Regions from separate parts of the Mus musculus genome. Here region 2 is linked to region 1. A link is a contact called in public HiChIP or PLAC-seq data. All regions are on one chromosome and are shown on one strand. The core of a region is the stretch at or near the end of the contact, and the rest is flanking DNA. Distances in the headings are between cores, read along the strand shown.

The links. HiChIP or PLAC-seq counts read pairs in DNA pulled down with a chosen protein or histone mark.
Region 2: a contact with region 1 is called in a FOXA1 HiChIP or PLAC-seq map of pancreatic cancer cells. The contact joins two enhancer-like sites. A contact is called at or near these places in 17 of 484 Hi-C or Micro-C datasets (B cells, the C10 cell line, the CH12 cell line and 7 more), 1 of 115 datasets of contacts at active chromatin or transcription factors (pancreatic cancer cells) and 1 of 9 other capture datasets (embryonic stem cells).

What each region holds. Positions count from the first base shown.
Region 1 is chr4:120,223,914-120,228,480 of GRCm38.p6, reverse strand. The region is part of intron 1 of Gm36134 (a long non-coding RNA gene); the gene reads left to right. Among named protein-coding and RNA genes, the nearest start is that of Gm36013, 35 kb to the right of the region's middle. Within about 2 kb of position 3,115, at least 63 of the 459 cell types and tissues checked have an H3K27ac peak or open chromatin away from gene starts, as enhancers often do. A contact at or near this core is called in pancreatic cancer cells, where this site is marked.
Region 2 is chr4:120,686,222-120,691,039 of GRCm38.p6, reverse strand. No RefSeq gene overlaps it. Among named protein-coding and RNA genes, the nearest start is that of Cited4, 22 kb to the right of the region's middle. Within about 2 kb of position 1,504, at least 12 of the 459 cell types and tissues checked have an H3K27ac peak or open chromatin away from gene starts, as enhancers often do. A contact at or near this core is called in pancreatic cancer cells, where this site is marked.

The sequences.
Region 1 (4,567 bases), core at 1,866-4,365:
AGCAGAGACGTCAGGGCACCTACACTAACCAGCAGCCCATGCTATTCTGCTGACCCCAGCATCACGGGCCTGCCCCGTGCCTGTCCTCACCTCTGCCCTGCCCTCCCCCCATCTGCAGCTCTGCTCCTTTCTTCTTTCTCACCTTCTCTCTTTTCTTTTCTTCCTTCCCTTCCCTTCCCTTCCCTTCTTCCTTTCATGCCCTAGAGCTACAACCTGACATATCCCACTTCTATCTGGATCCCTTTGGGGTCTGCAGAGACAGTCTGAGCCATATCCCCAGTCCCTGTGTCTTTCCATTCTGCTCCCTAGCTCTGCGACCTGAGACTTCTTTGGCCTTAGTTACTGGGTACCTGGGTTTCAATTTACTCACTGCAATAAATAGGGCTGATAGAATACACCTTCTGAATGATCCAAACTTGACAAAGCCCTGTTTTATGCCTGTATTTGCTGTGAGGTGTGGTGTTAACTGCCTGGGCCCCAAACCACCTCATCCTTACAGTAAGGGTAGGGAAACTGAGGTGGAGAAATAACAGAGCTGAACTTGCTGCCTGCACTGTTCTCTGTCAACTCTGGAGCACCGAGGAAGCAGCCAGGGCCATGGGCAGGAGTGGGCCTTCCCTGAGCAGGGAGGGGGCCAAAGCCCTGTGGGGCACATGTGTGGGCAGAAGTGACGATCCAAGATCTCGGAATCGGCCAAGCAGGTGAGAGGTAGGGATTTGTTAAAGGTACAGTGGCAGACAGGACATCCAGTCTCACCTCCCCACCCCACCCAACACACACACACACACACACACACACACACACACACACACACACAAAGACAAAAAGATGGGGGCTGTATGGTTGACATGGAGCATGAAGGACTTACAGAGATGGCCCACACGGCCTGTGTTGGTCCTCTACTCCCTCCTGTGGTGGCTCATGCCCACCCTGGGCTCTATGCCAAAGGATGACAAGATGTCAAGGACAGCCCACACAGAGGCCTGGATTTACCTGTTTGAGTAAGGCACAGTGACGTCACACCAGAGGGAGGCAGTCAGAGCAGAGATGGGTTGGGAGCTGCTTGAATAACACTGCAGAGGTGGCTAAGGGATCCTGTCCCCTCCCCCATGGGCCAGGGAGAGCCAAGACTGTCCTCACTCCTAGCTGAGGTCTTCTTTAGCCTTGGGAGGAGGAGCTATCATTGCTTGCCAGTGTGCCTGGGTGGCACTAATTTACCAAAGCTGGCCTGCAGGCATCTACCAGATGCCTGTGCCTTCAGCTCCTGGAAGTGTTTGCATACAGAACACTTGGGGTGACAATCAGCACCTCTCTGGTAATGTGCAAGAAGACTTCCCAACGCTCCCACCTTAGAGACCCGGAAAGGGTGAGAAGGAGCTCTCGGACCTCAGAGTCACTGAACCCTGAGTTTGAACTAGGTGTATCTCGGGCACTTTGGAATAAGTTTGTGCAGAACAGGGAGGCCTAATTTTGTCACAGCAAATTTAAGGTAGAATATTCAGGCACAAAAGGCAGGTGGAAAAGAGTCTGAGAGGGTAGAGGATGGAGCTGGCTGGAGCTGGCTGGAGCTGGCTGGAGCTGGCTGGAGCTGGTTGGTGCTGGCTGGAGCTGGCTGGAGCTGGCTGGAGCAGGCTGGAGCTGGCTGGAGCTGGCCGGAGCTGGAGTAGCTGAGGGAGGATTTTTGGGTTATCTACAGAGGGGGACACATTTACTGACGGAGTGAGGAGACAAAGAGAGGGAGTGGAGAGGGAAGCATGGATCTCAGGGCTGGGAGTCGCATGGGTTCCACAGAAGTGGGCTGTTTTGTTTGTCTCATGCTTGGATCTTTGAAGTGGGTGGGAAACTTTGGGGAGCCAGGGTGGGTCCCAAAGACTCTGGCTATATAGAGGCTTCTCGACCTCCTGACTGGACAGGAAGGAAGTACCCTGCTTGGCATGTGTCAACATTGAAGGCCAGTTTCCAGAGGGCAGAATGGAAGTCAGTGGTCTGAGGGCGAGGGGGATGGGCGTTGAGAAGGTACAGCTAGGCAGAGTGCAGAGGCTGAGGGACTGCAGGTGGAGTGGAGACTTCTGGGACAGCAGTGCTTGACCTAAGTAAGGATCGAAACCCCTTTGGTGGGGGAGTTGAAAACTTAGACATTTACATTGTAACTCATACAGTAACAAAGTTACAGTTATGAAGTAGGAACAAATATAATTTTATGGCTGGAGGGTCACCACAGCATGAGGATATTAAAGGGTTGCAGCATTAGGAAGGCTGAGAAGCACTGCTCTGGGGTGAGGCCAGGCTGGGGCTGAGGTATGATGCGGGGGTGAGGAGATGTCTGTGGAGGACAGGCATGGGAGATACACAAAGGGCCTGTGGCTACTTCTCATGATTATTCCTACCCTAAACTACCCAGAGAAGGGCCTGAAAGAGCTGTAATCACGGTGTTGCTGTTAATGTTGTTGTCGTTGTTCCTTCTCCGAGCTTGTGAGTGCTGGTAAGGCCCCAGACCTGCTTTCCTCACTAATGCCAGAATGGAGGCCTAACCCACTGAATTCCTGTTTGCTGTGTGACCAGGGCAAACCCCTTGACCTCTCTGAGTTACTCTCTTCACTTGTAAAGTTCCTAAGAGGAATAGCTCCTTGGTTCAGATGCTTCTGTTGCTGAAGCCACCGTGTTGTCACCTTCTGAAAAGAGACAGTGTGGGTAATGGCTTTGGCTGGGGACAAGCATGAGTAGATTGTGCCCAACCTCAAGCTCCAACTCTGGCCTTGTCTCCTTTGTGCCCAGGTCCAGTACCAGGGGCAAGCCTTGTAGCTCTGCTCCTTGTGGGGTGAAGCTTGGTCGCCCTCTTGTGGCCACACCTGTTCTCACATGCTTCCTTGGGGGTGACTTCAGTTCCCCAATGCAGAGGGACACTTAACCTCTTACCCATTCCTGATCCTCAATGGCACAGAAGAGACATCAGAGGTTAGACAGACCTTTGGCTGTGCCTGGGGGGATAAGAGGTAGAGGCTCTCTGTTTATTCCTTCCTCTCCCCTCTCCTCAGGTTATCCTCCCCGAGGCTTCTCTTTCTGGCAAGGCACCTCAGGGCCGCCTTGGACCCAGCTTGCCCACTAGCTTTGTGGGTAGGCCCAGGAAATGAGCGGCTGGTGTGAGTAGGCGTTTGGCAGCACTGCCAGGCTCAGACTCTGCTGGGCTGCCGGCTGCCAGCTGGCAACTGGCAACTCTGCCACCCAGGTGGCCAGGGTCAGGCCTAGAGGTTGCCCCCTGCAGCCTCATACCTGGGAATCTGGGGCCTACATACCCTCCCTCCCAGAGATGTGTGTGTGTGTGTGTGTGTGTGTGTGTGTGTGTGTGTGTGTATCTGTACCTCATGTGACCACATGCTACTCTTCTGCAGGGGCTCCTGCTTCATCCATTCATTAATCAAACATAATTAGCATCCTTCCTATTAACAAGATGGTCACCGAAGAGCACCGGAACAGAGAAAGAATGTAGAATGGGTGCCCAGGGTATCACTGGCGCTCATAAGAACCAGCAGTAGGTTATCAGAGGCTTGTGGCATTTAAATGTTGTTTGAACAGGATGCAGAAGTTGTCAGGCCGAGCAAGTAGCGAATGGTGTAGGCTCTGTGCTGCCCCTCAGGTTCCTGAGGGCCGCTAGCCACTTACAGAGGAAGCGCCCAGAGAGGTATGTAACTCAGCCACAGCTACACAGTAACTAAATGACCCATGAGGGTCATTTAGACCCAGGCCTGATGCTACCATTTTAAACGGTTCTGTTCCTTTGGTCTCAGTGAAGTGAGGAGGCCAAGGCTCTATAGCTTTGAGGCCAGCTTACAAAGGGCAAGAAGTGGTTCAGTCTGGCCAGCATGGGATTCTGGAAAGTTCTCCTCGACCAACCCTTGGTAAGGCATGTGTTTTATGTGTGTACTCATATGTGTGTCTATGTGTGCAGCATATGGTATGTGTATGTGTGTTATTTCATGTATTTAGTGGCACGTGCATTTGTGTGTACATATATATGTGAACTGGTGTGTGTGTGTGTATGTGTGTATCTGCATATATGTATTTGTGTGTTTGTGATGTTTCTGGTAGAGGCAGGGGATATCCCAGCTAGTGAGACTGATAATGAGGACTCAGCAGTGGTCCTGAGTGATGGTGGTGGTATTCTAGCCTCAGGGGGCTGTTAGTTGAGGGGTAATGAATTCAGAGTTTGGCCAGGGCATGGGCTGGAGGTGCAGGGTGGGTGCAAGGTGAACGGGAGGTAGCATGTGGTGGACCTGGTGTGGGATATGGTCTCTAAGGTGGGAGAGAAGAATTGCCAGAGAGGCCAGGGAGTTCAGCCTTGGACTGGCACCGGCAGGGCTGCTACACACTGGGTGTTCCATGTCGCTCACTCAGAGTGACGCACACACACATAAGCATACACACCCAACTTCCCCCAGGGTGCCTGGCTAGCACCCAGCTCAACAGCTGACAGGGAAGGCTCAGGAAAGGCCTGGCAGGCAGTGGCTGCACACTGCTCCACCCAAGCCCCACCCAAACCCTAAGTCACAAGCCCTGGGTCTCGCCTTCA
Region 2 (4,818 bases), core at 255-2,754, 460 kb before region 1:
TGAAGACAGCTATAGTGTACTTACATATAATAAATAAATAAATAAATAAATAAATAAATAAATAAATCTTAAAAAAAAAAGAGTAACAATGAGAGAAAAGCCAAAACCTGACCAGTATAAAAGAAATGTCCAGCTGCCTGTCATTTATCTATCATCTTCTATCTATCTATCTATCTATCTATCTATCTATCTATCTATCTATCTATCTATCTATCTATCCATCCTCCCATCCATTCATCATCTAGATCAGGGTTACCTGCCTAGTCTATATATCTATAGACTTCCAATCTATATAACTATCATCTATTTATTAGTCAGCCATCTATTTATCATCTGTTCATCCATCTACTTACCTTCACGTCATCTGTCTCCACAGTGATTGGAACTATGGATGCAGATACAGAGATACAGATACAGAGGACAGAGGGCTGACTGTTAAGATGAGCCTTAGAGCATCCCTGGATTCTACCCTGTTCTGATAAGTAGCAGCTCAGCTTCCCCCGGTAACAGGAAGCAAGTCCATGCAGCCAGGACATTACCTCTTCCTTTCATTCATCGTTATGTGACAATGAGAAGATACAATGAGTTGCAAACTCATTTCTTGCCCTCAGGATGAAGACTTCCAATGTAGCAGGGACCGATGTTACAGGAGCCAAATGCAAAAGTTTGGTAAGTGGGTGTATAGGCTAAATAATGGCCACCAAAAGGAGGAATTTCTAATCTCTGTAGACTGTCACCTCATAAGGAAAAGAGAGAGAGTGCATATTAAATTAAGCTTTTGTTTGTTTATTAAATTTTTCCTGAGGCTATCTCACTACATAGTCCAGGGTGGCCTCAGAACTCTTCAAGACTTTTTAAAACTAAACCCCTCATGTGTTGATGTGTGTGAACACAAATGCAAACATCCCAACCACAGCATGCTTGCAAAAAATCAGAGGACAAATTACAGTAGTCTCTCCCTCCACCACGTGGGGCCTGAGGTTTGAACTCAGGTCACCAGGCTTGGTGGCAAGTGCCTTTACCCACTGAGCCATCTCTCTTACCCAAGGCCTCAAACTCTTGGTTGTCTTGCCTCAGCCTCCCTGATGCTGGGATTACAGCCTGCAATTAAGGATCCTGACAAGAGAAAATTATCCTCTGTTAGAGATAGGCCTTGGGTATGATCATAAATACATTTTGTTTGTTTGTTCATTTTGATGAGATGGTGGTACTGCTGAGAATAAAACCCCAGGGCCCCTCATATGCCAAGCAAGCACTCGGCCATGAAGGCAGACCTCCAGGCCCACTAGTGTCTTTTTGAGAGAGAGGCAGAGGGAGATTGTACACACAAAAGAGCAGGTGATTTGAGGACAGACACAGAAGCGGGATGCTGCTGCCAGCCATTAGCTGGAAGTCTGGATTCTCCCCTTGTGCTCTGTGGGGAGTGCCCACACCTTGGCCGAGACCTGGTGAAACTGACCTTTGCCCTCCGGAACTGTGAGAGAATCTGTTGTTGCTTCAAGCCATCAGGTTTTAAGTGACTCACTGTAGTGGCCACAGAAATCAATACTGTGGGCGATTTGAATCAGTGTAGGTGAGAGGGCCACTCCTTGCCTTCCTGGAATCCTGGAATGCTTGTTGGTGAGGCTAATTCGTGATCCTCCATGCTGGGACGAGTCCAGTGGAACCCACCTGACACCAGGTAACTTGGGGCCTACTGGGGAGGGGTGATATATTAGGTCTTTAATGTTTCTGCTGATAACAGGTGAGATGTGTTGGCACAGGCTGCAGTAGTCTTGGTGAAGCTAAGTCATGTGTTGGAGCCACAGCCTGCATTCTGGCCACTGTGTCTGAATCGTACATGGGTATACTGAGATAGCACAGGGAAGACCTGCAGAAAGGTGGGCTGTTACCGTGGGCTGTCCCGTCTTGTCTGGCTGGCTACTGAGAGCCTTCTCTGCCATGAGTCCTTTTCACTAAGATTTTCTTTGAAACACAAGTATCTTTTGTGCCATGGCTGGAAGCCAGTCAGAATACCTCTTCCCACCTTCCTTATGGCAAGTCTGTCATCACTGTGCTTCCCAAATCCTGGTCCATTCAATCAAACTGATACACACTGCCCATAAGTCAGTGTCCATCATACTTTCTGTCATCTCTCAATTCAGATAAAATGAATAATCAACCACACACACACACACACACACACACACACACACACACTCACACACAATCAAGCACACAAGCACACATACACACACTCACACACAATCAAGCACACACACATATATACACACTCACACATATACACAATTAAGCACACAAGTGCACACACACACACACACACACAAAGACAATCAGGTGTGGTGGTACATACCTATAATACCAGCACTTGGGATGGGAAGTTTCAAGTCATCCTCAGCTATGCAGTGACTTTCAGGTCAGTCTGGGATACATGAGATCCTGTCTCAAACAAACAAACAAAGAAAAAACACAGGTCCATCAAAAAGGCTCAGTAGGGCCAGGCGTGGTGGCATCGATCACTCAGGAGGCAGAGGCCAGTGGATCTCTATGAGTTTGAGGCCAGCCCAGTCTATAAAGTGAGCTCCATTCCAGCCAGAGCTGCATAGCAAGACTCCCATCTCAAAAAAAGAAAAAAGAAAAAAAAAAAAAAGGCTCAGCAGGAAAGGCGATTGCAACAAGCCGGATGACCTCAGTTCAATCCCAGAATCCTCATGGTGGAGAGCTAAGTCAGTAACATCTTCAGATGCCCACACCTGTGCCAAGGCTCACATACACTCCCTCCAAATATAAAGCAAACAAAACCATTGCCAGACACAAAGCTCCCTGAAAGGTGAGTGGGGTCTAGCCAAGCATGGGAATGAGGGTGTTGGTGTTGTTGGTGACTTTCTAGCTAGAGTATGTAAAAGCTCAGAGGCGTTAGAAAGTGTGCCCGATGAAAGAAACAGAGACCTGGTGGTAAGGCTTCAACAGTGTGTGTGTCAGGGGCAGGGCTGCTCAGGGAGGAGAGTGCAAGATGGGAGGATGGAATTGGGGTTGAGAATTTGCGAGACTTTGAGAGATATGACCCTGTATGCCTGAGATCCAAGCACTGGGCGTGAGGGGGGAGGCAGATGGGAATTAGAGGCTAGCCTGAGCTACATAGCAAGACCCTATTTCAAGAACCCTAGGGCTGGGACTGTAACTTGATTATAGAACACTTGCTTAGTATATGCAAGGCCTTTTGTCTAGTCCCCACCGCACATACGACCACACTCACAGATTGCAGTTCATAAATCATTCCGAGGAAGCAGGAAGCAAAAGTTTGTGTTCATTTAGGAGCTGCACTTGGGTAGCTTTGTACTTTATAAAGTTTTATCAAAGTTTCCTTCCTGGGATGGCTGGTGGGTTTTCAGGGACAAGGCTGGGTGTGGCTGGCAGCAGTTAGGAGACTGCTACAGTCATCTCAGCAGGGGATGCTAGCATCCTGAGCAAGTCCCATGGCGGTTCACTAATTGAGTAAATGCCTATTGGGCACCTGCTGTATGCCAGACCCTAGCTCAGCACAATATGCAGGATGAACGGGCGTAGGGGATGAGTTATAACCCTGAGGTCATCCAGGCCCCGGGGGAAACAGATGCTCAATTAGCCAAAGCACAGTCGCTGTTTCTCTTCTAGGATTGTCTGGCTCAGCAAGGAGAGTGTGCAGGTGGCCATGGGAGTCCCTGAACTACCATCACCTTGAGAGCAGAGACTGAGTTTTAGCTTGGCGTGTCATTTATCTATTGCTGTGTAACAACACTCCCCGGCTCTTAATGGCTTAAAGCAACAATTGCTTTATTTATTCTTGATTTTGTGGTTCAGCAGTTCGGTCTCAGAAACAACTGAGCAGTTTTCCTGGCCTCACCTGGGATCACGAATGTGCTTGTAATCATCTGGCATCTTGCCCAAGGCTTATACTGGAAGTTCTTCCAACCCTACGGCAATATGGAAGTGGTTGGACCTTCAGGAAGTGGGGCCTTCGTGGAAAGTAGCTAGGTTCCAGGGAACTGCCCTCAGAAGAGATTAGTGAAGGTTTTCTGAGATTGGATTAATTCCTCCCAGAACTAATTATAATTAGTTGAAAGCCTGCCATCTTCCCTCATCCTCCGCTGAATACCTCTCCCACATGAGCAGAATATTTCCCTCTACCATGGTGCCCTCCTGAGCCTGGCTGCCAACACCATGCCCTTGAGTCTCTAGAACCCCGAGTTCCATCTATTATACAAACCTCCTTCCTTTATAAGGTACCCAGTGCCAAGTATTTTGTTACAGCAACAGAATGTGTGGAGATAACCAAAGATGGTTTTACCTGTCAACTGTTTCATGTACCCTCCTGGCCCACAGGTTGGTTGGTTTATCTGGCCCCACACAGATCTAATTCTCTCATAGGTTAGGGCAGGTTTTGTTCTGTTTAGTTTTCATAGCCAGAGCAGAAAAGCAGACAACTCTCTAGGTCCAGGCTCAGCAGCTGAACCAAGCAGCCCAGGGTTGCAGCGTGTTAGGGTTCAGCTCACGCCATTGGCACTCTGAAAATGTTGCAGAGCAAATGAAAACCATACTGCATGCTTCTTATCTTAGATGACGTCATGTTCTTTTGACAGGCCCCAAGTTAAACTAGCTTCTTTGTTTCCCCCTGAGACGCTGCAGAGCAACCTTGCCTTGCCTTGCCACCCACCTCCTATGGACACTGGGACTGTGATGGCTGCCACGTGGGCGCATCAGTCTCCATAGCAGATACCACAGACCTGGCAGCTGGCATTGTACCTTTGTTTCCCCATGGTTCAGGAAGGTAGGAATCCA